Regions from separate parts of the Mus musculus genome. Here all the other regions are linked to region 1. A link is a contact called in public Hi-C, HiChIP or PLAC-seq and promoter capture Hi-C data. All regions are on one chromosome and are shown on one strand. Each heading gives the region's core, a stretch centred on a gene start, on an enhancer-like site or on the middle of the called end of the contact. The rest is flanking DNA. Distances are from core to core; before and after follow the strand shown. Region 1 holds the start of Ccz1 (CCZ1 vacuolar protein trafficking and biogenesis associated). Region 2 holds the start of Rnf216 (ring finger protein 216). Region 3 holds the start of Spdye4b (speedy/RINGO cell cycle regulator family, member E4B). Region 4 holds the start of Zfp12 (zinc finger protein 12). Region 5 holds the start of Trrap (transformation/transcription domain-associated protein). Region 6 holds the start of Zfp853 (zinc finger protein 853). Region 7 holds the start of Zdhhc4 (zinc finger, DHHC domain containing 4).

Region 1 (3,520 bases), core at 416-2,915:
TTAAATCTAACTACAGTCTTAGCTTGTAGCTTGGTGAAGTAGTTTGGGATTAAATGGACTTGACACTAAAGCCAGCTTTGTGGGTGGCTTAATGGTTGAGTCTGGTGGTGCACATTGGAAATCCCAGAATTTGGAAGTCAAAACATCAGGATCAGGAATTCAAGGCCATTCCTGACTACATATCGATCCTGAAGCCAGGCTATGTGAGACCCTGATTTATTTGCTTATAGGAACAACAAAACTGTTTTTGAGACAGGGACTCATTCTGTAGCTCAGACTATCTTATAGCTGGTAATGCACCTGTTTCAACACCCTGAGCGCCTGTGCCCCCATGCCTAGAGAACCTATAGATTTTCAAAATAGTTCTTTCTGTATCAAAATGAAAATGAAGCACGTATGGGAAACACTTGTCGATTTGCATGCTTACATAGTTCTGTGTAGCAACTACAGTTTAGTGTTGCGTAAACGACTGCTCACGAATCCAATTTCAAGCAAAAACCTACCCCGTATCTCTTCTGTAACGGCTAGGGTATAGGATTACCTCACAAACACTTTAGAAGACAGATGAAATCTGAATCGACAGGATATTTTCCACTAGGCCTGTTGATTTATTCACTGAGAAGACTATAGATTTACAGGTTTTCACTTGTTCCAAGAAAATCAGCTTTGTTGGTGATAGGGTAGATTAAAAAAAAAAGGATTGATTTATTTTATACGTATATGTGTGCTTGCATGAATTTATGTGTGCCACATTTGAGCAAGTGCCCACAGAGGCCAAAAGAGGCATCAGATGCCCTGCAGCTGGAGTTATTGGCCATTATGAGCTGGAACTAAATCCAGGTCCTTAGTGAAAGCAGCCAGTGCTCTTAATTGTAGAACCATCTCTCCAGTTCTGTGGCAAGGTAAATTTGGACATTTTTGCTTTTGCTTATAGTCCATTGCTTATAATTGATGTAAGTAAAAGTGCTATATATTCGAGGTTGACCTTGACTTATGATCCTCCTGCCTCCACCACACCAGGGCGTGCCAGCCACACCCAGTTTATGTGGTGCTGAAGGGGAGAAGCAATTTCAACAAGTTGTCCTCTGACCTTCATACACGTGCCAGGACATCCCCCTCCCTGGAGGACAAATAAATAAATGTAAAACAACAACAACAACAACAACAACAACAACAACAACAAAACCAAAAACCAACCAACAACAGATGTAAACTGGCTACCTTCAAGAAAAATGTGTTCCCCTAAACGTTTTTTCACACTTAAAAAATACCGTATCCATGACGCCTTTAATGCCAGCACCCAGGAGGCTGAGGCATGAGGATCTCTGTGAGTTAGAGGCCAACCTGGTGTACATAGTGAACCCCTATCCAAACAAACAAACAAACAAACAAACAAAAGAAAAGAAACAACACCCCCCCCACCCCAATCCATTGTTACATTTCTCTTGAAATTCGTGGTCTTCGCCTTTAGCCATGACAGCCAGCTGAGAGCTGATATAATTGAAAACACTCCAGCCCAATAAACACGAGGGAACTGGTTCCACACGGACCTATCAGAGAGGGACTGGGCACTGCAGGTTTTTCTTCTGGGTCAGTTTCGAGCTCTTCCGGGCCGCCGGCTAGCGAGGCGGAAGTGCGGTGTTCCCTAAGGCTGCTGCCTCGGAGCGGGCGGAGGGGAGCCTCCCGAAACGGGGGCCGGGCCGGGATGGCGGCAGCCGCGGCCGGGCCGGGTGCTTGGGCGGCCCAGGAGAAGCAGTTCCCGCCAGCGCTGCTGAGCTTCTTCATCTACAACCCCCGTTTCGGGCCGCGCGAGGGAGAGGTAAGCCGAAGGGGCCGCGAGCCTGCTCCGTGCCCGGCCCCTGATGCCGCAGCCCGTCCTGGCAACGGAGGTCCCAGGTTAATCCCTCCGCCCGGCTTGAAAGTCTTTCCCATCGCGTCAGGTCTGGGCAATTAAGATCGAACTTGACTCCTCTCTTGGAATCTTCGATTGCAAAGGTGGAGCCAGATTGGTAGGACAGAGCTCCCAAAAGAGGGAAAATGAAACAAAACTAAAAACTTGGAGGCGCTTCACAAAGTTAATTTTTTCTTTTTTCTTGTTTTCCCCAAAATTGATGTTTTGTTTTCTGGAAATGTTACTGTTACTTTATTTTTCCTTCCGGCTAACTAAAATCTCATTGTGTTTTAACACATTTCTATCCACTAAACTGTTTGGTTGATATCTATGCTGGTTCCAGCTTGTGGCTAATGTCATTAATGTAGCAATAAAGATTTATGTGCAAGCATTTCTGTGATGGTAGGAGTTAAGAGTGCTTTAGGTGTATATTCAGGTATCATAGTCGAACTCTAGTAGAATCATTCTATCTAGGGTAAACATTAGAATGAAATAGTTTTTCACTGTGTCTAGGATAAACGTTGGAAAAAAATGGAACGCTTCACGAATTTGAGTGTCATCCTTGCACAGGGGCCATGCTAATCTCTGTATCATTCCAATTTTAGTATATGTGCTGCCGAAGGGAGCACCCAAAATCGAAGTTATAAGCGTTTTTTTTTACTCCGAGTTGACAGTGGCAACTTCCTCAAAACATGCCTAGAACTGTGTTTTGTTGCAAGCAGATCAAAGCCCTATTTAGGGGCTGGTGAGATGGCTCAGTGGGTAAGAGCACCCGACTGCTCTTCTGAAGGTCCGAAGTTCAAATCCCAGCAACCACATGGTGGCTCACAACCACCCGTAATGAGATCTGATGCCCTCTTCTGGTGTGTCTGAAGACAGCTACAGTGTACTTACATATAATAAATAAATAAATAAATAAATAAATAAATAAGTACTTACATATAATAAATAAATAAATAAATAAATAAATAAATCTTAAAAAAAAAAAGCCCTATTTAGAGGCTGTCAGCCCAAGTGCTCCCGAACCAACTTGGTGCAATTGTGGATCCTGTATTCTTGTACACGCGCACACCTGCATCTTCCTTGTGAGGGTTTCTGACACATGGGAAGAAATCTGAGACTTTCATCTTGTCCTACTGATGAGATGTGATTTGGTGAATATCACAATTACCTCTTACACTGATGGCTTGCAGTAGTTACAAAATCACAATGAATTTTGTTTTTTGGAGGTGCTTTTTGTTTTTTGTTTTTTCCCATCAATACAGGGTTTCTCTGTGTAGCCCTGGCTGTCCTGGAACTCACTCTGTAGACCAGGCTGGCCTCCAACTCAGAGACTCTCCTATCTCTGCCTCCAGAGTGCTGGGATTCGTGACGTGTGCCACCAGACCCAACCATTCCTGGTTTTCTAAAGACATTTTTAGGTGTTGTCCTTAGCCTCTATGATCGGAGAGTTGGATGTTAAACTCAACACTTTCAGAGTTAAGATGAATAAATCCTGACATTAATGCTGTGTTTCTGTTTTCTTTCTGTGTTAGGAAGAAAATAAAATTCTGTTTTACCATCCAAATGAAGTAGAAAAGAATGAAAAAATTAGAAATGTTGGATTATGTGAAGCAATTGTACAGTTTA
Region 2 (3,520 bases), core at 323-2,822, 900 kb after region 1:
CAAGTTCAAGGACAGGCTAAACTATGTAGTGAGTTCAAGGCCAGTCTAAATAACCTAGTGAGATCTTGTCTCAAATTTTAAATAAAAATAAGAAGAGGGCTGGAAATGTAATTCAGTGATTGACAGCTTCTCTAGCATCTATGAGGCCCTGGGTTCAATCTCAGAAACACACACACATACAACATATACACATACACACAAGTGTACACACACAAGCAAAGACACACAGAGCACACACACAAGCATATACACACACACATACACACAAGCACACATAACATACACAAGCACGTCATACACTCATTTGTATACAACATACACACACATAAGCACAGACACACAGAGCACACACATAACATATACACATACACACAAGCACACACACAGAGCACAAACACACCATATACACACATACACACACAAGCATATCTACACACGCACATCCACACAAGCACACATAACATACATAAGCACAGACACACAGAGCACACATACACACATGAGCACAGATACACATATATACAAGCACACATAATATACACACACACAAGCACACCACACACTCATATTCATATATATATATATATATATATATATATATATATATATATATATATATAACATAAACACAAGCACAGGCACACATTACATATACACACCATATACACATACGCATATAAGCACACATACACACACTCATACACACAAGCATACACAACATATACACACACACACAAGCACACACACTTATACATACACAACCTATAGAAGCCCAGACAGAGCACACAGATACATCATACACATACATATACACACATACAACCACACACACAACTTGAGGTTTTTTTATTTATTTAAAAAAAAATTTTTTTTGAGACAGGATTTCTCTGTGTAGCCCTGGCTATACTGAACTCACTCTGTAGATCAGGCTGGCCTCGAACTCAGGGCTTCCTCTGCCTCCCAAGTGCTGGGATCAAAGGTGTGGACCATCACTGCCTGGCTGAAAAAAATTCAATTTCTATTTTTTATTTTGATTTTATGCATATGCATGTTTTGCCTGCATGTATATCGGTGTACAACTTGCATGCTTGGTGCCCACAGAGGCTGGAAGAGATCGTCAGGGATCTTCTAGAACTGAAATTACAGACCACTGTGAGCTGCAATGAGGGTTCCATGAATCAAATTTGGGTCGGTGCTCTTGAGCGCTGGCCAGCACTCCAACCTTGATTGAACAGAGCTGGAACTTTTACTCTTCACCAAATACCTTGGGAGGAGAGTTGGGTCATTTTACCTTTCTCACCTGGTACAGAGCATCACCTCAAGAGGGGATAGATACGTGATTAATCGGTTGATTTCATAGCTAAATCGGGGCGGCTACAGTGACCCTGTGGTTCAGCTGTTCTTTTGTCTTCCCACAGCAAGGAGGAGTCAAGGTTCTGCAGTCGTGGAGCCTGGATGGAGGCCGGCTAGGCACCCATCTCTATGGTCTCGCTCTCCAGGTCCCTCCTCCCCGACTGTCCGCGTCCCTCTATGGTTCTTCCTGTTATTAGTCGGGAGGGGGCGCTGCGCGCAGGCGCGAGGTGGACGCGGTGGCGAGGCCGGAAGGAACGCAGTAGCGGCCTCGGTGGCGGCGGCGGCGGTCGCAGCGGCGGCGGTCGCAGCGGGGGAGCTTTTCCAGCGGCTGCTTCTTCAGGTGAACTTGAGACTGAACTCCCGGGCGTCGAGCCGCGCTCGCGGAGCTGGGCTGGCTGTGTTGGGGCGAGTCCGTGATGGGCGCTCGCGCGCGCGGTCTCCCGGGGCTGCGGGTCGAGCGAGGAGAGTGGCCTCCCGCCGGGGCGCCACCGGGGTGGGGGCGGGGCCCGAGGGGGACGCGCTCGCGAGCCCCGGGGGCCCGGGGACCCGCGCGGGGGGTGACGGGAGGGGAGCGACGCCGACGACCGCTGGCCTGCCGGCTCCCCTCCCGTCACTTGAGGAAGTTTCTCGGGCCGGCCTGCTGCGCGGGGGGCGCCGAGCTGCTGAGAGACGGTTCTCTGGCGGCTCGCTCTGGTGGCCGCGCTCCCCACCGCGGCCTGGAGAAGCGGAAGAGGCGACCGACTGGCGACTTCGAACTCCAGCCCGGGCCAGTTTGGGGCCCCTTGGAGTCCAAGTTGACGCCTGTCATCCCAGTCTGAGCTCCCGAGTGAAGGGGACTTGAAACTCCTGCAGTCGGGAGTCCCGGTGCGTGGTAGCGGAGAGCGCTCCCGTGCGCGTGGCACCCTGGGGTGAGCGGCAAGACCCACGCTCGAGGGGACGAGGCGGCCCCTCGTGGGGCTCCTCGGTGATCCCGAACTCCTTGCATCTCCAAAGGGTGCAATGACTTGGTATCCTCTTCTCCATTGTGCTAAGTGTCTTGGACGCCATCTCCGCTGGGGTTTGTCTTGGATTCGTTTCTTTTCTTTTCTTCATTTTTTTTTTTTTTTTAATTTTTCTGCATAGCCGAGGCTAGCCTGAAACCTGAAAAGTAGAGGCTGGGCCCAAGGGACTCAGGAATTTGCATGCCTCTGCCCTGGTGTAGGCCACCCCACCACATCTTGCCATTATGTTGTTATTGTTATTGTTATTGTTATTGTTATTGTTATTGTTGAGTCTAACTGTAGCCCTTGCGGGCATGTAGCTCAGAGGTCTGCTTGCCTCTGCTTCCTGATTAAAGGCATGTGTCATTTTTCTCCTACTCAACAGCCGCTCTACCTTTGAGCTCCACTCTCAACTCCTTGCTGGATTTTTTTGTTGTTGTTGTTTTGTTTTTTGTTTTTCGCGACAGGGTTTTTCTGTGCAGTTCTGCCTGTCCTGAAACTCACTTTGTAGACCTCAGAACTCAGAAATCCGCCTGCCTCTGCCTCCCAAGTGCTGGGATTAAAGGCATGCGCCGCCGCCGCCGCCGCCACCACCACCACCGCCCAGCTTCCTTGCTGGATTTTTGTTTGTTTGGTTTGGTTTGGGTGAGACTAATGGATTTATTGTGTTTTCCTTCAGAGCAAGGGTGAAAGAGTATGTATAGGAGCCTGTGTGCATCAGGGTCAAGTTTTCATCCCCACCATGAACGGTGACCTTATGAAAGCTCCGTCTGCTTGTTATTTTAACATGTAGAGAAGGGGCTTGTCACTGCCCTTGCTTGGAGGGAAGGACAGTATTTTTATGACCTTAGCTTATCCTAATTAAGAAATAGCCAAGCTCTGCCTTCTGAGGGTAGAGAAGGATGGTGAGCCTGAGGAGATTGCTGAGGCTCTTGAGCCTGGCTTTTGGACACCTGTGAGCCTTTTGCATTAGCAACTTTAGACTTATCTAAAAAGGACAAGAGCAGCTAGTAAAAAGCTCTTGAGGAGGAATTTAATAAAGTGTGGCTCAGGGAGATTGAAGGTTTATGAAGTCTGCTGAGTGTTTACTAACTACAGCATGAGGTAATGTGCTCTGTGTTTACTGTGCTTGGGGCTCTACTGTATTCTAGATCCTTCCAGACAGGAATTCTCATCTTGTCATCATT
Region 3 (3,520 bases), core at 457-2,956, 830 kb after region 1:
AGATGGTAAAGACTGCTTCTCTGTTCTACCCTTCTCACTTTAAAGAGTAACATTCACTGTCGAGATCTGTATTGTCTCTTTGACACCTCTCTCTCTCTCTCTCTCTCTTTCTCTCTCTCTCTCTCTCTCTCTCTGTGTCTCTGTCTGTCTCTCTGTCTCTCTGTCTCTGTCTCTGTCTCTCTCTGTCTCTGTCTCTCTCTGTCTCTCTCTGTCTCTCTCTCTCTGTCTCTGTCTCTCTCTCTCTCTCTCTCTCTCCTTTTTAGTTACATATACTTTCTGCCCTTGTTTCAAGAAAGAACTTCCTTTTCTGAAAGACCCAAGAGCCCCTTTCTATGCATTGCAAACCTCAAGGAAGAGAACAACCCTGTCACCTGGGGAACTTATGAATCTACCTTGGACTCAAGAGCTGTTCCAGTCCTGTCTGTAGTAGTTGAGAGGTCACTCACTATACCTGATGTCCATCTAGGATCATTATCACTAGCAGGGACACTTGCTGCCTGCTGCTTCTGCTGGAGGCCACATATTACAACAACTGCCGGGTGCCAGGGTCACTGGTGGGTGAAAGGCTAGGACGTTAAGTGTCTAGTTTCTAAAGCCTGAGGCAATAGAGCCCTAGGTCAGGACTTGGAGCTGAAAGCCTGTAGGCCTGCTGGTCCAGCCAGTAGACCTAGGATGGCCCACACAGGTTGAGCTTCTCCTATCTGTGCAGAGCAGAAGGATCTCAGTCTGTTGACTGGCAACCCTTGTTCCGTATGTGTGTACAAACCGAAATCTTCTCTCAATACAAAAATTATATGAGCTTGAATGTCCTCACTGCAAGCAAGGAATTCCTTTTCTGAAAGGCCTGAGTCCCATCTGTGCAATGTAAACCTGGAGAAAAGAGTGTTCCTATCTCCCTGTCACCTGGGGAGTTTAGCCCAGGCCCCTCATTCAGAGACGTAACCCCTGCTTGCCACGGGGAAGGGAAGCTTTTGGTTTAAGAGATAGGAGCCAGCTCAGGTGGGCACCTCAGTGACCAGGTGAGGTGAGAACCTGGGAGAAGGTGCCCCATGGCAGTGCAGGCCTTCCGAGGAGGAGGGCTCACCCTTTCTCCTGAGACCATGTGTGCCCTGCAGCATCTGAGAGGGATTCGTGATGCTTCTGTCTCCTGCTGGTTGCTCAGCAGTTTATTACCTAGGGTTGGCGCTCCAAGGCGCTTGGTGCTTCTGGGATGAAAACGTTACTCTCTGCATCGGCGCAGAGAACTTTTTCTATTGACAGGCTTTGTTATTAATTTTGACGCCAACGTCTTTATGAAGAACTAGGCCAAGAACGTCGTTGCATTAATTCAATAAGAAATCGAGGAGCCGTTCATCATAATGTAACCATCGTTGAAAACTGTCATTGTCGCCCGGCCCTAAATATCACCTTTCAGAGATCACATTGCAGGTAGGTGTTTTCTTCTTTCTGTGTTCTCTTTCTGGTTCTGTTTTTTAGAGTTTCTGGGCATTAGACGTATGTTCTAGAAACCCACCATTAGTGTTTGTGCCTCCTTCTTTGTAAAGCACAGCTGGTTATTTCTTGTACCTAGTACTTCAAGGAAGTTTGGTTAATCGAGAATGACACTCAGTTTTCTTTCCTTCTAACACAATCTTCCTCTTATTTTAGGAGTCCTGAGCCAGGGACAAGACTTGGGACTTCACGCAGCAGGCCGTTTCTCCAGGCTCAAAGGGAGTGAGGACAAACAAGAAGGTAAGAGCATGGCTGGAGGCAGCCATTGCTCTCAGAGCACCTCCCCCAAACTGCTGGGAGGAGGTAAGTTCTTGCGCGAGGATCCCTAGATGCAGTGGCGCGCGAAGGCGTCTGGGACACAGAGTTTCTGTGCAATTCTTGGGGAGAAAGGAGAGCCTTGGAACTCGGACTTCCGGGAAGATGCTGCACATGCGCGTCGCGGCCTGTGCGCGTGCCCGCGCTTGCGCTGGGCCACTGCGCCGTGGTGACTTCCTGCAGGTCTGGTGTGTCGAGGCTACCTTCCCTCCCGCAGCCTTTGCGTTCGCTAAGCTGGAGTTGCCGAGCCTGCAGGGCCGAGGCCGGAGCTTCCGGGGCGGCAGCGAACAGACTCGGCTGTGCGGGCTAGGGAGGCCTAGCGAGAGCTCGGCGCGGAGGCTGACAGGGGCAGCGGAGACGCCTGCTCGGTGAGGCCCGAGGGCGCAGAGCGATCGGGGCTGCGGGAGGGATGCTGGGCACAGATGGTGCCCAGTCAGTTCACCCGGGCACCCCGCTGTCCCCAGCTTGCGGCGCCTGGGAGGGTCGAGGTGGTCGGGCTGACAGCGGGACAGCTGCATCGCTTTGGGCTGCACGGTCAGTCCCGAGGACAGAGTGCAGGCACTGAAGAACTCAAGGGCTCCAGATTCCCACGGTGTCACTCAGCGTCCATCAGCTCTCTTGCTCTGTCTGTGGTCCCCCCCCCCCCCGAGTCTGCCCTTGAGGCATCGTAATGGTCTAGTGCTCAAAATCTGCTTTTACTTCTTTCTGCTCGTGAAGGAAGACTGAGTCTGCGACAGGTGTGAGACTTAATCAAGGTTGTGTTGAAATGAGTGCCATTGTTTTCTAGTTTCTTCCCTTAGTCCCTTTTTAAGATATGCAGCAGTAACCAAGTTTAGTTGGATAGTTTGAAAACAAACCACGCTTTATCCCTGTTTGTCGGACGTCTATCCATCTGGACCATTTTTCCTTTTTGTGTTTTAGTTTTTTTGAGGCGTGGATTCCTTGTGGCACATATTGTTCTGGTAGTGGGTGATCCTCCCGTCTCCGCCTCCAGAGAGTTGGGATTGCATGTATGTCACCTCATGGAACATGGATCCCAGATATATATATATATAGTGCCCAGAATCCTCATTCACTGTGACATATTTTGCAACAGTTTGAATAGGAAATAAAATAAGTACCCTTGTTTCCCCCACCTTTACACCAAATGCCCGTGGATAAAAAGAAGGCAGCGTAGTGTTCATCATAGAACTGTACCCGCCCCCCCTCGCCTCCCACCCCCCATTCCACCTGTTGGAGTTAGGTTTGTGATTTCCTTCCTATCACCTCTGCAGTGTGTATAAGCTGCGATTTCACTTGGTGGTTCCCAGGCGAGAGACATGTCCCTGTGTAGACCAGTTAATCTCCGATTTCAGCGAGCTTTTCCTCCAGCAGGTCAGTCAGCAGTGTCTACAGTTCCCCCAAGAGGAGCAGAACATGAGCAGATCAAAGGTAAGTTTTTCCCGTTTGTAATTTTTTTTTTTCTGACTCCTTTGTAATGTATTTTGGAAGACTTACTCAAAGGTCTGTTCTTGAATGGTAGTGGAGTGGTCTCTAAAGGGATCTGACGCCCTCTTCTGGCATGCAGGTGTACATGCAGCAGAGCATCCATACATAGAATAATTAATAAGTAAGTAGGATGGTCGTGGAGAAAGGAGTGAATAAAGGTGATTGTAATATAAAATACACCCGAGTGGCAGGCTGTCATGACCTGTTGTGTAGGCAGTCTGATAAC
Region 4 (3,520 bases), core at 356-2,855, 780 kb after region 1:
ATCAAAGAGTACAGCCCGTCATAAGCCAAGGCAGCAGGAGCCACATCAAATCCACAATCAGGAAACAAGAGAGGGAGGAAGACATGTTTGCTGGTACTCAAGTCTCTTTCTCCAGTTTATGCTGTCCAGGATGCCCAGAGAATGGTCTTGTCCAGAACAAAATGGGTTTTCTTACATCAATGAATGTGATCAAGACAATCCCGACAGGCACGTCCATAGGCTCATCTCTAAATATAGTCAAGGTGTCAACTACAGCATCCTGAGGACTTGGTAGGGGCTATGCCACCTACAGATATGCACTCAACCAATGCTTACTACTGTCCACTACTGTTTTGTCTGGTTCTTTTATCTCTTTCTGTTTTATCTATTTTCCCCTTTAAAGTCTGATCTCTCCTTTGCCTCTTCGAGTGTAGTAAACCAAACTAGACAACGGAAACAAAGCCAGACTTACTAAGGATGTATTCATCTTCCGCTGCAGTAGGAAAAGTCTGTAGAAGGACTAATGCAGCCGGGTCTGGGGAAGGAAAAACAACGTCATTATGAGTGGGCGTGGAAAGAGGGGAATCCTGCACACAAACCTCCTGGAACATTCCCAGAAGAAAACCGGAGGGATGGTGGTCTCACTGGCTGTCAGAAAGGACTGGAGAATTGCAACTGTGCGTTGGGACTTGGGGGGAATGAATGAGTGCAGCTGACGAGGTGAATTAACAAGAAATGAACAAGAAATGCTAGTTAAATAACTGCCATTTACTAAGGGATACAAAAGAATACTCACAAGCTGCTCTGAAAACAAAAGTTAACCTGGTGGGAACTGTATTTATATACAATTACGTGATACTGTGACCACGACTTTAATATGACAAAAGGAACGCCGTCGGCCCGGGACTTAGCACTCCCACTAACAAACCCTCTGCGTGACCTCGGTTATGTCACCACTATCGCAGACCCACAGTCTTCCCCTATGAACAGACGCAAACACAAACTTTTCCTGAACTAGACCACAGGATGCTGCAGGGAGAGGATCGGGAAAACTAACAGGCACAGCAAGGGTGCCGATGGCGCCCAGTAACATCATGAGACTTAGAAGCCCTGGGAGGCAGGGATGTCAAGTGAGGTAGGAGTTTGGACAGCGCCTCTACAGCTCAGGTCACTGAACTGACCGCTCCTATGCCCACACGCCTCATCCTCGGGCCATCTAGACAGCCCAAAGCCATCAACACGACCACTGCTACCGTCCCGGATCCCGCACGCTGAGGACAGGAGGGGGCCGAGGCATCGCGCAGGCGCTGATCGCTCAGGCCTCGGCAAGCGGTCTCAGGCCCCCCTGCAAGCCATCAGACGGACCCAGCCTCCCTCTCACGGCCGCGATCTGCACCCTCAGGCCTCACCTAGGAGGCCGCGCCGGGCCCGGGTCTCGCTGCCCCCGTCAGCCCGGCCCTCGGCCTCCCCGGCCTGCAAAGCTGCGTTCGCCTGCTGCCGACCCGGACGCACCGGCCTCGGCCCGCAGGCTCGCGACTCCAGCTCGCGCAAGTCAAAGCTGCGAGCGTAGAGACACAGACCGCAGGAAGCCAGGCCAGCGCAGCGGACGTGCGCTTGCGCGAGCATGCACACAAACAGAAGTGCGCACGCGCAGCATGCGTGCCACTGGGCTGGTCCCTGTGGTCTTCCTTTCATCTTTGGGGAGGGGCCGCCCAGAACTCTTAGGCTTCCAGGGATCGTCGCACAAGTCTCCTCCTCGTTTCAGCAGCTTGTGGGTACCGAGCTGAGAGCAACAGTAACCTTCGTGATTTTCCTCACTTTGAACCTCCAGGAATGGCTTGAGGGGTTATATCCATTTACCCAGACCTCTCCCAGCTTGGTGCTTTTAGATAAAAGGCAGATTCTAACAGATGAAAGAGAGAGGAAAAAAAATGTGTCACGCTCTGTTTAACTGAAGTGCTAGAAGTTTCCATCAAACATTTAAGTATAAGAAGTGTCTACCACCTCTTTTAAAAGAAAGAAGACAAAAACAGTGGCTTTGCCAGATCATACAACAAATGCATAAAAGTTCTAAAAGCACCAGAAGGCACACATAGAAAGGGAGAAAAAACGTGTTTGTCAAATGACTTCTCCAACTTGATGTTTGCAGTCCGGCAACAATGCTCAAACGTGGAACCCTATGGTCAGTCAATTCCTCTCAGATTTCACCGGCCCTCCTGAATAATGCAAAAGTGCTCTTGTCCTATCTGCTTCCAAAGTTGATGGAGACACAACAGAAGCTGCAGATGCAAAAAAGGAAGGAAGAGAAAACACAAATGATGGGTTTCTATATCACACATCTAATGCACAGAAACTAAAAAGAGAACCAGAAAGAACTCACAGAAAGAAGGAAAATAGCTCTCTGTTAATTGACCTCTGAAAGGTGACATTTGGGGCCGGGCGACAATGACAGTTTTCAGAGATGGTACAATACAATGAACATTCCATCGACTTCTTACAGAACTAATGCAGCAGTGGTCTTGGTCTAATTCTTCATAAAGACGTTGGCATCAAAACTAATAACAAAGTCTACCAAAACAGAAAGTTCTCTGCACCAATGCAGAGAGTAACGTTTTCTTCCCAGAAGCACCAAGCACCTTGGAGCGCCAACCCTAGGTAATAAACTGCTGAGCAACCAGCAGGAGACAGAAGCATCACGAATCCCTCTCAGATGCTGCAGGGCACACATGGTCTCAGGAGAAAGGGTGAGCCCTCCTCCTCGGAAGGCCTGCACTGCCATGGGGCACCTTCTCCCAGGTTCTCACCTCACCTGGTAACTGAGGTGCCCACCTGAGCTGGCTCCTATCTCTTAAACCAAAAGCTTCCCTTCCCCATGGCAAGCAGGGGTTACGTCTCTGAATGAGGGGCCTGGGCTAAACTCCCCAGGTGACAGGGAGATAGGAACACTCTTTTCTCCAGGTTTACATTGCACAGATGGGACTCAGGCCTTTCAGAAAAGGAATTCCTTGCTTGCAGTGAGGACATTCAAGCTCATATAATTTTTGTATTAAGAAAAGGGGCTGGAGAGATGGCTCAGGGGTTAAGAGCACTGACTGCTCTTCCAAAGGTCCTGAGTTCAATTCTCAACAGCCACATGGTGGCTCACAACCATCTGTAAAGGGATCTGATGCCCTCTTTTGATGTGTCTGAAGACAGTGACAATGTACTTATATAAATAAAAAAGTAAATTAAATAAAAAAGGAAAAGAAAATATTTCGGTTTGTACAAACATGGAACAAGCAGTCAGCAGGCTGAGATGCTTCTGCTCTGCTCAGATGCAAATTGAGTAGCCAAGGAGGCACTCAACTAGTTGGGCCAAATGTCACCTTTCAGAGGTCAATTAACAGAGAGCTATTTTCCTTCTTTTTTTGTAGCTCCTGCAGTCTTTGTTTTCCCGTCTCATCTTCTCCTCATAGCACAGCTGGCCTGCTGAATGATGATAAGGTTGGAAGGTAGGCGACGACTGCCTGAGAGAAACCTTTCATGGAGCTTAAGGTTGCAG
Region 5 (3,520 bases), core at 312-2,811, 750 kb before region 1:
AAAAAAACAAAACAAAAAGGAGGGCTTAAGGACACCTTTTGCATAATCTGAATTCATCATGAAATACTACTCTTCTTCAATACTCCCCCCATCCCACCCCAACCAGTTTAAGAAAATATAAAACCAGCTAAGCATGGGGGCAAATGGTTTTAATCCCAGCACGCAGGGGACAAGAGGCCAGCCTGTTGTACATAGTGAATTTTAGGCTAGTCAGGGTTACCTGAGACCTTGGGAAAATATACACACTACATCATGGTAGAGCCTTGTCCTGGGTTTTATCCCCCAGTATTGTATAAATAATAAACTATTCTCCTAAGCATTACCTCAAAGACTGTGGATCTTATCTACAGTCGAGGCACAAAACACAAAGCATGCTTTTTATCATTACATTTTCTTAACTGGGGTGGAAGAAGGTGTGTGCCACACAGCACATGAGGAAGTCAGGGGACCACTTGTGGGACGTCTGTTCCTTCCATCCACCGTGTGGGTCTCAGGGATTGAACTCGGGTCATCGGGCTTGGCAGCAAGCAACCTTTACCCACTGAACCAACTCACCGGCCCCAAAGCATACTTTAAAAGCACCACAGTGACTTGGAAAACAGGAACGTTGACTCCTGGCTCATAAGGTAAAGCGCTTGGAGCCAAACCTGGAGACCTATCTTGATATGTGACCACAGGGTGGAGGGGGAGAACTGAGTCCCACAGGCTGACCTCTTAGCTCCACATGCATGCCGAACACACATACACAAACAAGCAAATGCTTAAAAAATAAAAAGCTGAGTGTGCCAGTGCACGCCTTTAACCCCAGGACTCTGTGGATCTCTGTGAGTTCTAGACCAGCCAGGCCTACATAATACCAGAGACCCTGTTCCTAGGGAGAGAAGAGAAAAGCTAAGGATACTATCAGCCTTGCTACCGTGACTTGGCAAACTCTTGCTTTTCCTATCAGAGTTCCTCCTTCAAACACTGGAGGTCCCTCATACTCACCGACTATTAACTAGACTCAGGGTCAAGGCATTCTTAAGAACAAAACAGAAGCCCTAATCCTGGCCAAACTTTTTATCTAGCTTTTCTGCTGTGGAGGCGGTGTTGTGTAGCTCGGGTAGGAGGAGCAGGCTGATGTAGATGTACGGTTGGCCTTGATTGTTGAGCTTCCAGCCCCGACCCCTGACAGGCCTGTGTACCATCACCCCAGGGCTAGGAGGTTCTGGGGAATCGAACCCAGGGTTTGGTGTGCTAGGGGGACACTCTACCCTCTGAGCTATAGCCCAATCATCTGCGCAAACTTTTGCGACACTTAATCTCCTTTTTATAAGCCACTCAGTAAAAGTGCCACTTCCGAGCTCCCACCCGATCCTCCCAGGGACCAGGCCTAGCTTCTCCCTGGGCCAAGAACCTGAAAGCAGGGGGCTACCCTATCCGCCTGTGGATTCTGGAAGGAGGTTCTGAGCTTTTCGAGAGGATATGGATTCAGGCCTGGATGCCCTCGAGCCCACGGAGTCCCCACCCAGGTAAGGAAAAGGCAAACGGCCCCACAGCCCGCCGTCCTCCATCGGGTCCGCCCCGCCCACGACGCCCGGCTGGCTGGACAACGCGCCTCCGGGCCGCCAGGGGGCGCCGTAGCCGCCGCTACCTTCACTCTCAGCGTCTGGCCCAGAGAGCCAGGAGCCTGCGTGGAGGCCCGCAGATGCCAGGATGGCTTTGGTGGGGTGCCGCAGCCCCCTCGACTCCTCACTCAATCCCTTCGCGTCGCAAACGGCCTTCGGGTTCCCTCCTTTTGTCGCCGATCCTTCCCGGGACTCTCAGCGACTGCCCCCCAGCAGGCCGCTGAGCTACGGCAAGCGCCGAGGGCCAACCTCCGCGGCCGCTAGCGCTGCGCGTCCCTCCATCCGCTCCAGCGCAGCCCGGCGCCGCGGAGGACTAAATGCTGCAGTGTGGCTGATCTAGTTTAGGAGGGCTCCTGGGGGGCCGGAAGGACCTCGGTCAAGCAGGGACAGCCTTCTCCACTTCTCCGTGGAGCCGTCGTGCTGCACCGACTCTCTCCCACGCCTGAGACACGCACGCGCGTGCATCTCCCGGGACCGTTCACCCGCCCTCCCTTGCGCTTACCGGGACCTGCCGACTAGCCCCCAGCATCCGGGCCCGAGTCCCCAAGAACTCTCGCCGCCGACGCCGCTGCTGCTCCTCGCTCAGTCCCGCCCCGGCTTAAAGCCGCGGCGTCCGCCCACCAGAACTAAGCTCGGGCGCACCGCCCCCAAGTGGGTGCGGCCTGGGCGGGCAGCGGGGCAGGGAGGGGCGGTCTGCCGCCTTGGGTGGGCGTGCTGTCCTTTTAAATCATCGCCTGGGTGACCTATCTGCTGAGCACCTAGGCCGGTGGGGCTCTGGGCTGCTGCAGCTTCAAGATTCGTCATCGCCTCCACACCCAACCCCGTGTCCCTTTTCCTCGCAGGAACCAGACTGAAGGGTGATTGACACCCGAAATACCTCTCCAGTTGGTTCACTGTGTGTGTGTGTGTGTGTGTGTGTGTGTGTGTGTGTGTGTGTGTGTGTGTGTATGTGTGGCCTTCAGGGCTGGACTTCCTTCCCTGAGATTTTATTTTTCCTCTTCCAGCAATGCTGGGTGTTGAACTTAGGGCTTCACATCCACTAGGCCAGCTGTGTGTGTGTGTGTGTGTGTGTGTGTGTGTGTGTGTATGTGTGGCCTTCAGGGCTGGACTTCCTTCCCTGAGATTTTATTTTTCCTCTTCCAGCAATGCTGGGTGTTGAACTTAGGGCTTCACATCCACTAGGCCAGCGCTCTATTGCTGATCAGCCGCCTGAGAGTGAAGTAGTTCCTGCAAGACTTTAATCACAGCACTGGGGGGGGGGGGGGGGGGGGGGGCCGGGGGGGGGGAGGCAGGCGGATTTCTGAGTTCGAGACCAGCCTGGGATAGGGGCAGATAGACTGACATCCAGTTGGCTTAAAGGCAAACTCGGGTGTTATGCTGCTAGGTCACCCTGAGACAACTACATTTGTCCCGCTTGTAGCTGATGCCCTCCCTTCAAGACAAAATTGGAAGGTGACAGACCTCAAGCCAAGCCAGAGCGGTGAAGAAACGTGGTGGGGAGTAGGGGTATCCTGTGATACCCAGATGAGGACGAAGGTCTTTCTTTGAAAGGGACAACTCAGCCGGGTGTGGTGGCTCACGCCTTTAATCCCAGCACTCGGGAGGCAGAGGCAGGCGGATCTCTGAGTTCGAGGTCAACCTGGTCTACAGAGTGAGTTCCAGGATAGCCGGGGCTACACAGAGAAACCCTGTCTCGAAAAACCAAAAAAACAAAAAACAAACAAACAAACAAACAAAAAAAACCGAAAGGGACAACTCTATCAATTCTACACTACCGAGTAGGTTCTGTGACAACCACTAACAGTGAAGTGAGCTCGGTAACCATAGTTACCCGGTTTTGATGAACACTGTGTAAGCGATGGCCTAAACCCCACTACCTCCCGCCTCCTTGTATTTATATCCTGCAACTTCCT
Region 6 (3,520 bases), core at 303-2,802, 720 kb after region 1:
GATGGGCTGGAGAGGTGGCTCAGTGCTGCCCCCTTGTGGACTCCAAAGTACCTGCACTTGAATATCCACATGCTCACACACACACATACACACACACACACACACACACACACACACGGGCACACACACACACGGGCACACAAATAAATGTGTATCCTCCTTTTAAAGGTGGAAAATGATTGAGGAAAATACCCAGTATTGACATATGGCTTCTACATGTACACACACACACACACACACACACACACACGCATGCACACTCGTGTGCATGTACACACACACACACACACACACACACACACACGATACACAGAGGATGGAAACACTAGGGACTGAGGTCTCTGGAAGAGGCTCCAATCCGCTTAGGGGAGGAGAAGGACACCCCATCCTTTACCTGTCTGCTCAGCTGTCCTTACACTGCCTGGCATCCTGTCTCTACCCTCACAGATGGAAGACTATATGGTGCCTCTGGTTACCTGGCTGCAAGGAGCCCTTGTCACTCCAAATTACCCTGCCTCCAAAGCTGGCCCCCTACTGGTGTACCCACAGCTCAGTGTATTGGCTCTGGCCCTCTGCACCCATTTCCCTTGTAAGCGGGCTGCTGCTCTGCAAGTCAGACAGACATCCATCGTTCAGGATTTCCAAGTCAGGCTTGGGAGTTGGGGGAACAGGAATAGTGTGAATTGCAGACTGTGCTGTAAGCGGGGAGACAGGAAGAACAGGGTGTGATCCCAGGAAGGACTCTCCCCCCTTTTGGGGACATTTCCATTCTATAGAGGCAGCTCTTTTGTTGCCAGATCTGAAGCAGGGCTTCTTATGTGAATTCGCCAGAAGCCTGTGGGCTGCCCATAAAGCTGCGCGGGGGGAAATGGGGAAATACAGACGGTCAGCTCAAGCCTCTTGGAAAAGAAACACACACCCCAATTCCCATTCCCACTCCTACCCCCAGGCAGGGAACAAACAAACAGGGGAAAGCCACTGGAGCTGCCTTGGCTCTGTACGCTGGAAGGGGGCCTCTCCATTCCCCTCCTCCTGGCTGGTAGCTGAATGAGGGAGGGCCTCTGGCCACTGGAGAGAGCAAGAACCCAAAGAGATACCAGCAGGTCCCTCAGTTCCTGAGGGTGTCCCTGATGGAGCTGGCACAGTCTCTACCTGTCTATCTGTGCCAACTCAAGAGTCTGGGTTGGCTGTTCTGAGCTGCCTAAGGTCAGGAGGGGGCTTCCCCATGAACGGGTTAAGTGCGAGCTAATTAGCCCCAACTTGTACCCCTCAGTCAAGGGAAGGGCGTCCTGAAGCCACGCCTTTGACTCAGAGAATATGGGGGTGTTGGATGGGTACCCCCTTCCTCTTCCATCCTTGCAGCTTCAGTGGCAGTCGCCAACCGTGGCGCACGGACACGCGCACCGCACCAGGCGATGCGTTGCGGCGTGCGCTGCGCCCAGCATCGGTGGACCCTGGGAAGCACGCAGGGCCGACCATCCTGTCACCATTCCCACCCACACCTCCCCCGGGGGGGCCCTGGTGAGTGGCCGGGCCGGGAAGGGTTAAGCCCACAGAGCTAGCTGCGCGGCCTAGAGAGACTATGGCTTAGGCGAAGGCAGCGGCCACGGTGGTGGCGGCGGGGCCGGGGCGCGGGGGCGCGGCGGGCGGCAAGGGCGGGGGACAGGATGCGGATGCCGGGGGGACTTCCTGTGCCGGCCCCCCAGCGCCCCCGCCCTGGCCTGGCCGCTTCCCGCACGGATGCCCAGCACGGGAGGGCGGGCGAGCGATCGGGGACCTGGCCCGGCCGCGGCGCCCGCCCCCCGCCCCCCGGGCACCTGTGGCGGGTGATCGTCCAGGACTTTTGTCACCCGGTTCCCACCGAGCCAACCTAGGGCCCTAGTTTGGGCCCTTCTGCGCGCCACCCAGATCAACCCTGATCCCTGCTCTGGATTTGGAACCCTGCCTCCCTTCCCTGTCCCTCCGCGAGAGTCTCCACCAACTTCTGCCTGGGAACTCCACTCTGCACCTTGTCTTGGCCCAGGGCGACCTCCGCGGCTCTGACAGCGAAGATCCCGCAGAGTGCCCGTAAAGGGTTCTCCCGGGGGTGGTCAGAGCCTCCGTGCCTCATTCTAGATGAAGGTACCTCCGGAAGGAGCTGGCTGAACAGCCGTGGCCTTCACCTTGTGGCCACTGGTGACCACACCTCCCCTAGTGCAGAGGCTGCTGCCGGCGGCGGGAAATGCTGTTCCAGGTGAGGCCTGGCGCAGGCGCGCGCAGAGCCGCTTCTCTAAGGAGGGCTTCCAAAGCCAGAGGGAGATGTAGTCAGCTGGCGTGGGGGAGTGGGGACTCCCGCATGTGCAGACCACTTCTTCAGAGTGGACTCAGGACAGGAGCACAGGCCTGCAGAAGGCTCCTGCTGTGGGCTACAGTGCTCTAGAAACCTACCTTCCCAGGGTGTCCTGACCCAGGGTGACACCAGACCTATTGTGGCCTTAGAAGCGTGGGGGATGATCATGCTTTGGAAGGGGACAAGGAGCTGTACCCGTAGGTACCCTCAAGCGTGCCACAAGCTTTCCAGTCTTGGGAGAGGTTAGTTCCCACAGTTATGGGTCAGTATTGGAGACAGAGGGCCACTGGTCAGCGGAGGTGAATCCCTGGGTACATCCATCAAATAACAGCTCTGGCTATTCTGTGTAGGAATGGGGTTCGGCCACCACCACCCCTCTTCTGAACAGCTTCCTTTATTCCTCTTAGCACAGCCTGCTCCGGGAGACCCTGGTGTGACCGCCAGGATGGAGCTGGGCCCAGCAACCCAGACCTTTGTGTTGGAGCTTCGATGTCTTGAGGATGGGGGTCCAGGGCCTGACACCCTCTCAGGTGAGGGTTGAGGTATGGAGACAGTAGGGCCCCCAGCAAGGATTCTTTAGTTGAGTCGCAAGCTGGCACAACCCAGACCACCACGGAGGGACCCCATGTGTGTCCAGCATATTTACGACTGCTAACCCCAGCTACCTTGAAACTTAGCGTAGGACCTGTTGAGGTGGCTGCCAGGCCAAGGTCTTGCTGGAGAAAGAGACACCTTGACAGGATTCAGTAGCCTCAGCCCTGACCCCCACACCTGGGCTGGCTCTAACCTGCTTTTCCCATGTGCACCCCCCCCATCTCCCACCTGGAACTGGAGGGTGTTTCTCTGTCTCTAGTGCCTCAGACAGTGGCTAAATGGCTTCTTTCCTGTCCTTCCCTCTACCCTTGTCTCATTTCCTCAACATCTGTCTCCTTCCCCCCACCTGCCACACGGGCTCCCAGGGTGTGGAACCTCCCAGACCCCTCTCTGAGCCCCATGCAGGGATGGGGCAGCCTTTAAGGGTGGACAGGAGTCCATTTTCACACTGTGCTTTAAAGCACAGTGACAGGGAGGGGCAGGCTTGAACAGAGCTGAGAGAACCAGGATGAGCTGGGCGTGGCTGGAATCCCAGAACTTGGGAGGCTCAGTTTGACCTGTGTAGTGAGCTCCAAGCTAGGACTATATACAATGAGA
Region 7 (3,520 bases), core at 491-2,990, 690 kb after region 1:
TCAAAGTTAGTCAGAACAGAAACTTTTAGAGAAGACCACGAAGTCCTTCATTTACATGGGGGAAAGAAAGAAAATTCAAGGTATTTAATTACAGCAGGGTGGAGAACTGCTTGATGAAGCAGTAGCTTTCTCTGGATGCCAGATGACCTCCGTAATGTAACCAGTCTTTCAGGACTCCCCACACCTGCTCACTCTGCTCCCAACATTGCAAAGGCCTTGGATACAATACATTCAGAAAGGTAGTTGTTTTCTTTCTTTTCTTTTTTTTTTTTTTCTAAAAGGAAAAAGAAATGAGAAGCTGGGGTAGGAAGCAAAGCAAACAGGAGAGGGGAGCTTTGAGGCTAATGCTTAGAGATCAGACATTTTTTTCCTCAAAGGGAACCTGTTTTTCAGAGGCGTCAAGAATAGTTCTCGGAGGACCTGGGGGGCACTCAGACAAAGCAGCACCCCCATCCCCTCCAGGAACCTTCTCAGTGCTATGTTTAGCAGCAGCTCCTCTCAAGCCAAGCCTGCCCATTATCAAAACAGCCTTTTTATCCTCAGGGATAAAACACTAGTCACTGCTCCCCACAGGGAGGACGTTAAAGCTGTGCACAGAGATGGCAGGAGTAGGGGCATGCGGTCAGCAGAACCTGACTCACAGGGGGACATACTGTGACCCCTGCAGTGGAACATGCTGGGACTGTTGGGACAGGGCCCAGTGGTGTGTCTGCCAGGAAGACACAGGTGTCCCTGTCTAGGTACCTGCTGGGTGGTCAAGGGTTACTGCTGAGTTCCCGCCAGGACATGCAAAGGCTCGGCACAGTCCAGCAGTTCTCCTGCACCGACCCAAGACAGCCTTCATATTCTGTCAAAAGTGCTCGAAAATTCCAGTTCCTGTGTTAGGTGTGCCTGCCATCCCAACCAAAGTTAGGCTGAGACAGGAGGTTCAAAAGCCCAAGGCCAGCCTGGTATAATTTGGTGGGACTTTAATTTTGTTTGCTCATTTGTTTTGTTTTGTTTTAGAAAAGGTCTAGCTATGTAGCCCTGCCTGTCCCGGAACTCATGTAAACAAGGCTGACCTCTGACTCAGAGAGACCTGCCTCTGTTTCCTTAGGGCGGTGAATAAAGTCATGGGCCACTATGCCTAGCTGAGATCATATTTTGGAAAGAAATTCTTAAAAAGAAAATAGCTAGGGCTGGAGAGATGGCTCAGCGGTTAAGAGCACTGACTGCTCTTCCAGAGGTCCTGAGTTCAAATCCCCCCAACCATATGGTGGCTCACAACCATCTGTAATGGGATTTGATGCCCTCTTCTGGTGTGTCTGGAGACAGCGACATTGGACTCACATAAAATAAATAAAACAAATCTTTTTTTTTTTTTAAAGAAGAAAAAGAAAATAGCTTTTTAAATCTACGCACATACAAGAAATCAGAATTACACTCAGCGGATCACAACAAGCAAACACACCCACAAGAATCAAATCAAGGCCACGAAAATGGGACGGGGTTGGGAGAACGAAGGACTCGTACATAGGCAGTAAATTGTCAAGTAATAATAAAAGTGCGAAGGAAGAGAGAGCAGAGGACGAGGGAGGGAGAAAGACAAACGTTAAGAGAAAAAGAAAAGAGAAAGAAAACCTACGACGGTACGAAAACACAATCGGCTCGCAGAACCAGAGGCCAAAGACAATAATTTCCGGCCTCCCGCTACTTTTTCCGTCGGAAGTCGCCTCCGTCGCGGGCACTGATGACGCCATGGACGCGCCGGAAGTCTTGGGGAGCGCTCCGCTGGGGTCCGCCGGCAGCGGCGGACGGTTGGCCCGGTTTGGGGTAAGGCGGCTCCGGAAGGCTCTGTGACACCCCGGCTGGGCGGCGGCCGTCGGGACCCCGTGTTTGAGTGAGAGCACAGTCCTCTCCGAGCCCCCTGCATCCCGCTCGCTGTGTCCCCTCCTCTTCCAGTCGTTGTCCGGGCTCCGGACGTAGTTGCCGTCTCCCAGCCTGCTTCCGAGCCTCCCTTGTCTCCTCTGAGCCTGATGCGTCCGGGATCTGGTTGTGGGATGGGCTCCATTCACCACTGCCCTTCCCTGGTTCCCCGCAGCTGCAGATTCTGTGACCTCAAGCATGCAAGGGCCTTGAATAATGTACCCGGAAAGTGTCCAGCAAAGGGAAACGACTGGGGCCCTACCCCATGTGGACAACCTCACCATGCGTCTGGACCCCGGTGTGGGCGCCTCAGTGATAGGCGTAGTGACAGTGACAGTGACAGCTAGAGGGATGATAGACCCCCAAACTAGTGGACTTTGAAGTTTTCTTCCCAGGTCAGCAGCGGTACAGCATCCTCTACTTCTGAATGCCTTTCACAGTGCACTCTGCCATGGAGACTTATTCAGCAGTATGTAAGTGTTGCGTTTGATTGTCTCCGCAGCCGGTTCCAGCCTCCTGGAACAACCATGTCGCCAGTTTTGCGCGTGCCAAATTCACGGCGCTGCCCAAGCGGAGCTGCTATCTGAATTCTCCTTGGATGTGGCAAAGGGAAATGAACGCAAAAGGTGCCGCTGGAAGTGTCCGACCTAGAGAAATATGTAGACCGGAGCCCTGTTACCTTGTGAGAATGGCATTTTTTTGTTTGTTTCCTTTTTGTTAATAGTTTCTGTTTTGATTCTCTGCGTTGGAATTTTGGTCCAGAATCCTGCCTCGTAAAGCCAATGTCAGTGTTCCCAGTTTCTTAACACGGGCTTTTTATATTTCATCATTCTGGTCTGGAGGGTGATGGGTGACATCATGACCACTGACCTGTTAAATATGCCCAAGTTTGGGTGTGGGACCCTGACTACCTCTAGGAGTTGCTCATTCTGATGAGGTCGGCGCAGGTTCTTTTGCAGGACTTTATCAGTATCCATGTGAATATTTAAAGATGTAAAAGGGTGTATTGCTGGGTGTGGTGGTGCACTTCTGGAATCCCAACCCTTTGAAAGCTGAGACAGGAGAATTCTGAGTTCCAAACTAGCCTGGCCTGCATAGTCAGATCCTGTCTCAAAAAACAAGGGGTTGGTGGGCTGGGAGCTCGCTCGGTGAGTGAGGGTGCTTGCTGTGCAAGCACAAAGTCCTGAGCTTGGATCCCCAGCACCAACGTGAGTGTGCTTTAATGCATGTCAGCCTCGCCACAAAACGTTGAGCTCCAGGTCCGAGCTACAGATCCCAGAGGCTCTCAGTCTTCCTAATGCTGTGACCTCTTAATACAGTTCTTCATGTTGTGGGGACCCTCGGCCATAAAGTTACTTTCCTTGCTACTTCACACGTGTGATTTTGCTTCTGTTACAAATCCTAATGTAAAGGTCTATCTATGCTTCTGGTTTGGCAGTGCAGATCTACAGTCCAGCATGGGGGAGGGGGACAGTAGGCTCTGTTGGGCTTGCTGGCCAGTCAGTCTAGCTGAGCTTGTGAGCTATAGGTTCAGAGAGGATAGGTTCAGAGAGGGAGCACATCATACAAGCTGTGGTAAGGGGCTGGGGTGGTGGCTATCTTATAGATTGCTTGC

The links. Promoter capture Hi-C pulls out the DNA fragments that hold promoters and counts their contacts. Hi-C and Micro-C count contacts between places; a contact is called where the count stands out from the background. HiChIP or PLAC-seq counts read pairs in DNA pulled down with a chosen protein or histone mark. Capture Hi-C pulls out chosen DNA fragments and counts their contacts.
Region 2: a Hi-C map of B cells shows a contact between it and region 1, with 11 read pairs. The contact joins the promoter of Rnf216 here to the promoter of Ccz1 in region 1.
Region 3: a contact with region 1 is called in a promoter capture Hi-C map of liver, with 2.2 times the contacts expected there. The contact joins the promoter of Spdye4b here to the promoter of Ccz1 in region 1. A contact is called at or near these places in 2 of 39 promoter capture datasets (both in liver) and 2 of 9 other capture datasets (liver and pancreatic islet).
Region 4: a Hi-C map of CD4 T cells shows a contact between it and region 1, with 3 times the contacts expected there. The contact joins the promoter of Zfp12 here to the promoter of Ccz1 in region 1. A contact is called at or near these places in 1 of 484 Hi-C or Micro-C datasets (CD4 T cells) and 1 of 115 datasets of contacts at active chromatin or transcription factors (bone marrow-derived macrophages).
Region 5: a contact with region 1 is called in an H3K27ac HiChIP or PLAC-seq map of T-cell acute lymphoblastic leukemia, with 8 times the contacts expected there. The contact joins the promoter of Trrap here to the promoter of Ccz1 in region 1. A contact is called at or near these places in 6 of 39 promoter capture datasets (the 3T3-L1 cell line, hippocampal neurons, liver and 2 more), 3 of 484 Hi-C or Micro-C datasets (the MNK3 cell line, cortical neurons and embryonic stem cells), 11 of 115 datasets of contacts at active chromatin or transcription factors (the 230-238 cell line, T-cell acute lymphoblastic leukemia, bone marrow-derived macrophages and 7 more) and 3 of 9 other capture datasets (adipose tissue, liver and macrophages).
Region 6: a promoter capture Hi-C map of neural stem cells shows a contact between it and region 1. The contact joins the promoter of Zfp853 here to the promoter of Ccz1 in region 1. A contact is called at or near these places in 2 of 39 promoter capture datasets (liver and neural stem cells).
Region 7: a Hi-C map of B cells shows a contact between it and region 1, with 12 read pairs. The contact joins the promoter of Zdhhc4 here to the promoter of Ccz1 in region 1. A contact is called at or near these places in 6 of 39 promoter capture datasets (the 3T3-L1 cell line, erythroid cells, hippocampal neurons and 3 more), 4 of 484 Hi-C or Micro-C datasets (B cells, embryonic stem cells and memory CD8 T cells), 4 of 115 datasets of contacts at active chromatin or transcription factors (the 230-238 cell line, memory CD8 T cells, pro-B cells and 1 more) and 2 of 9 other capture datasets (adipose tissue and liver).

What each region holds. Positions count from the first base shown.
Region 1 is chr5:144,012,998-144,016,517 of GRCm38.p6, reverse strand. It overlaps Ccz1 (CCZ1 vacuolar protein trafficking and biogenesis associated), which reads left to right and starts at 1,665. Exons shown (of 15, transcript NM_177682.3): 1 at 1,665-1,819; 2 at 3,427-3,520. The coding sequence starts at 1,706. Gm24311 (a small nuclear RNA gene) reads right to left here and starts at 2,520; the gene lies at 2,417-2,520. Gm33427 (a long non-coding RNA gene) reads right to left here and starts at 1,359. Exons shown (of 2, transcript XR_377194.2): 1 at 542-1,359.
Region 2 is chr5:143,111,072-143,114,591 of GRCm38.p6, reverse strand. It overlaps Rnf216 (ring finger protein 216), which reads left to right and starts at 1,572. Exons shown (of 17, transcript NM_080561.4): 1 at 1,572-1,693.
Region 3 is chr5:143,179,203-143,182,722 of GRCm38.p6, reverse strand. Spdye4b (speedy/RINGO cell cycle regulator family, member E4B) reads right to left here and starts at 1,706. Exons shown (of 8, transcript NM_001384193.1): 1 at 1,085-1,706. The coding sequence starts at 1,102. Rbak (RB-associated KRAB zinc finger) reads left to right here and starts at 1,948. Exons shown (of 5, transcript NM_001045482.2): 1 at 1,948-2,174; 2 at 3,181-3,237. The coding sequence starts at 3,223.
Region 4 is chr5:143,233,248-143,236,767 of GRCm38.p6, reverse strand. Zfp12 (zinc finger protein 12) reads right to left here and starts at 1,605. Exons shown (of 5, transcript NM_001289589.1): 1 at 1,389-1,605; 2 at 452-514. The coding sequence starts at 466. It overlaps 4930448H16Rik (RIKEN cDNA 4930448H16 gene), which reads right to left. Exons shown (of 5, transcript NR_040700.1): 5 at 2,020-2,258. It overlaps Gm38735 (a long non-coding RNA gene), which reads left to right and starts at 2,238. Exons shown (of 3, transcript XR_868668.3): 1 at 2,238-2,634; 2 at 3,393-3,470.
Region 5 is chr5:144,766,835-144,770,354 of GRCm38.p6, reverse strand. Trrap (transformation/transcription domain-associated protein) reads right to left here and starts at 1,561. Exons shown (of 71, transcript NM_001081362.2): 1 at 1,508-1,561.
Region 6 is chr5:143,291,566-143,295,085 of GRCm38.p6, reverse strand. Zfp853 (zinc finger protein 853) reads left to right here and starts at 1,552. Exons shown (of 3, transcript NM_001370826.1): 1 at 1,552-2,233; 2 at 2,742-2,859. The coding sequence starts at 2,222.
Region 7 is chr5:143,327,458-143,330,977 of GRCm38.p6, reverse strand. Zdhhc4 (zinc finger, DHHC domain containing 4) reads left to right here and starts at 1,740. Exons shown (of 8, transcript NM_028379.5): 1 at 1,740-1,812; 2 at 2,408-2,587. 0610040B10Rik (RIKEN cDNA 0610040B10 gene) reads right to left here and starts at 1,670. Exons shown (of 2, transcript NR_027874.1): 1 at 1,625-1,670.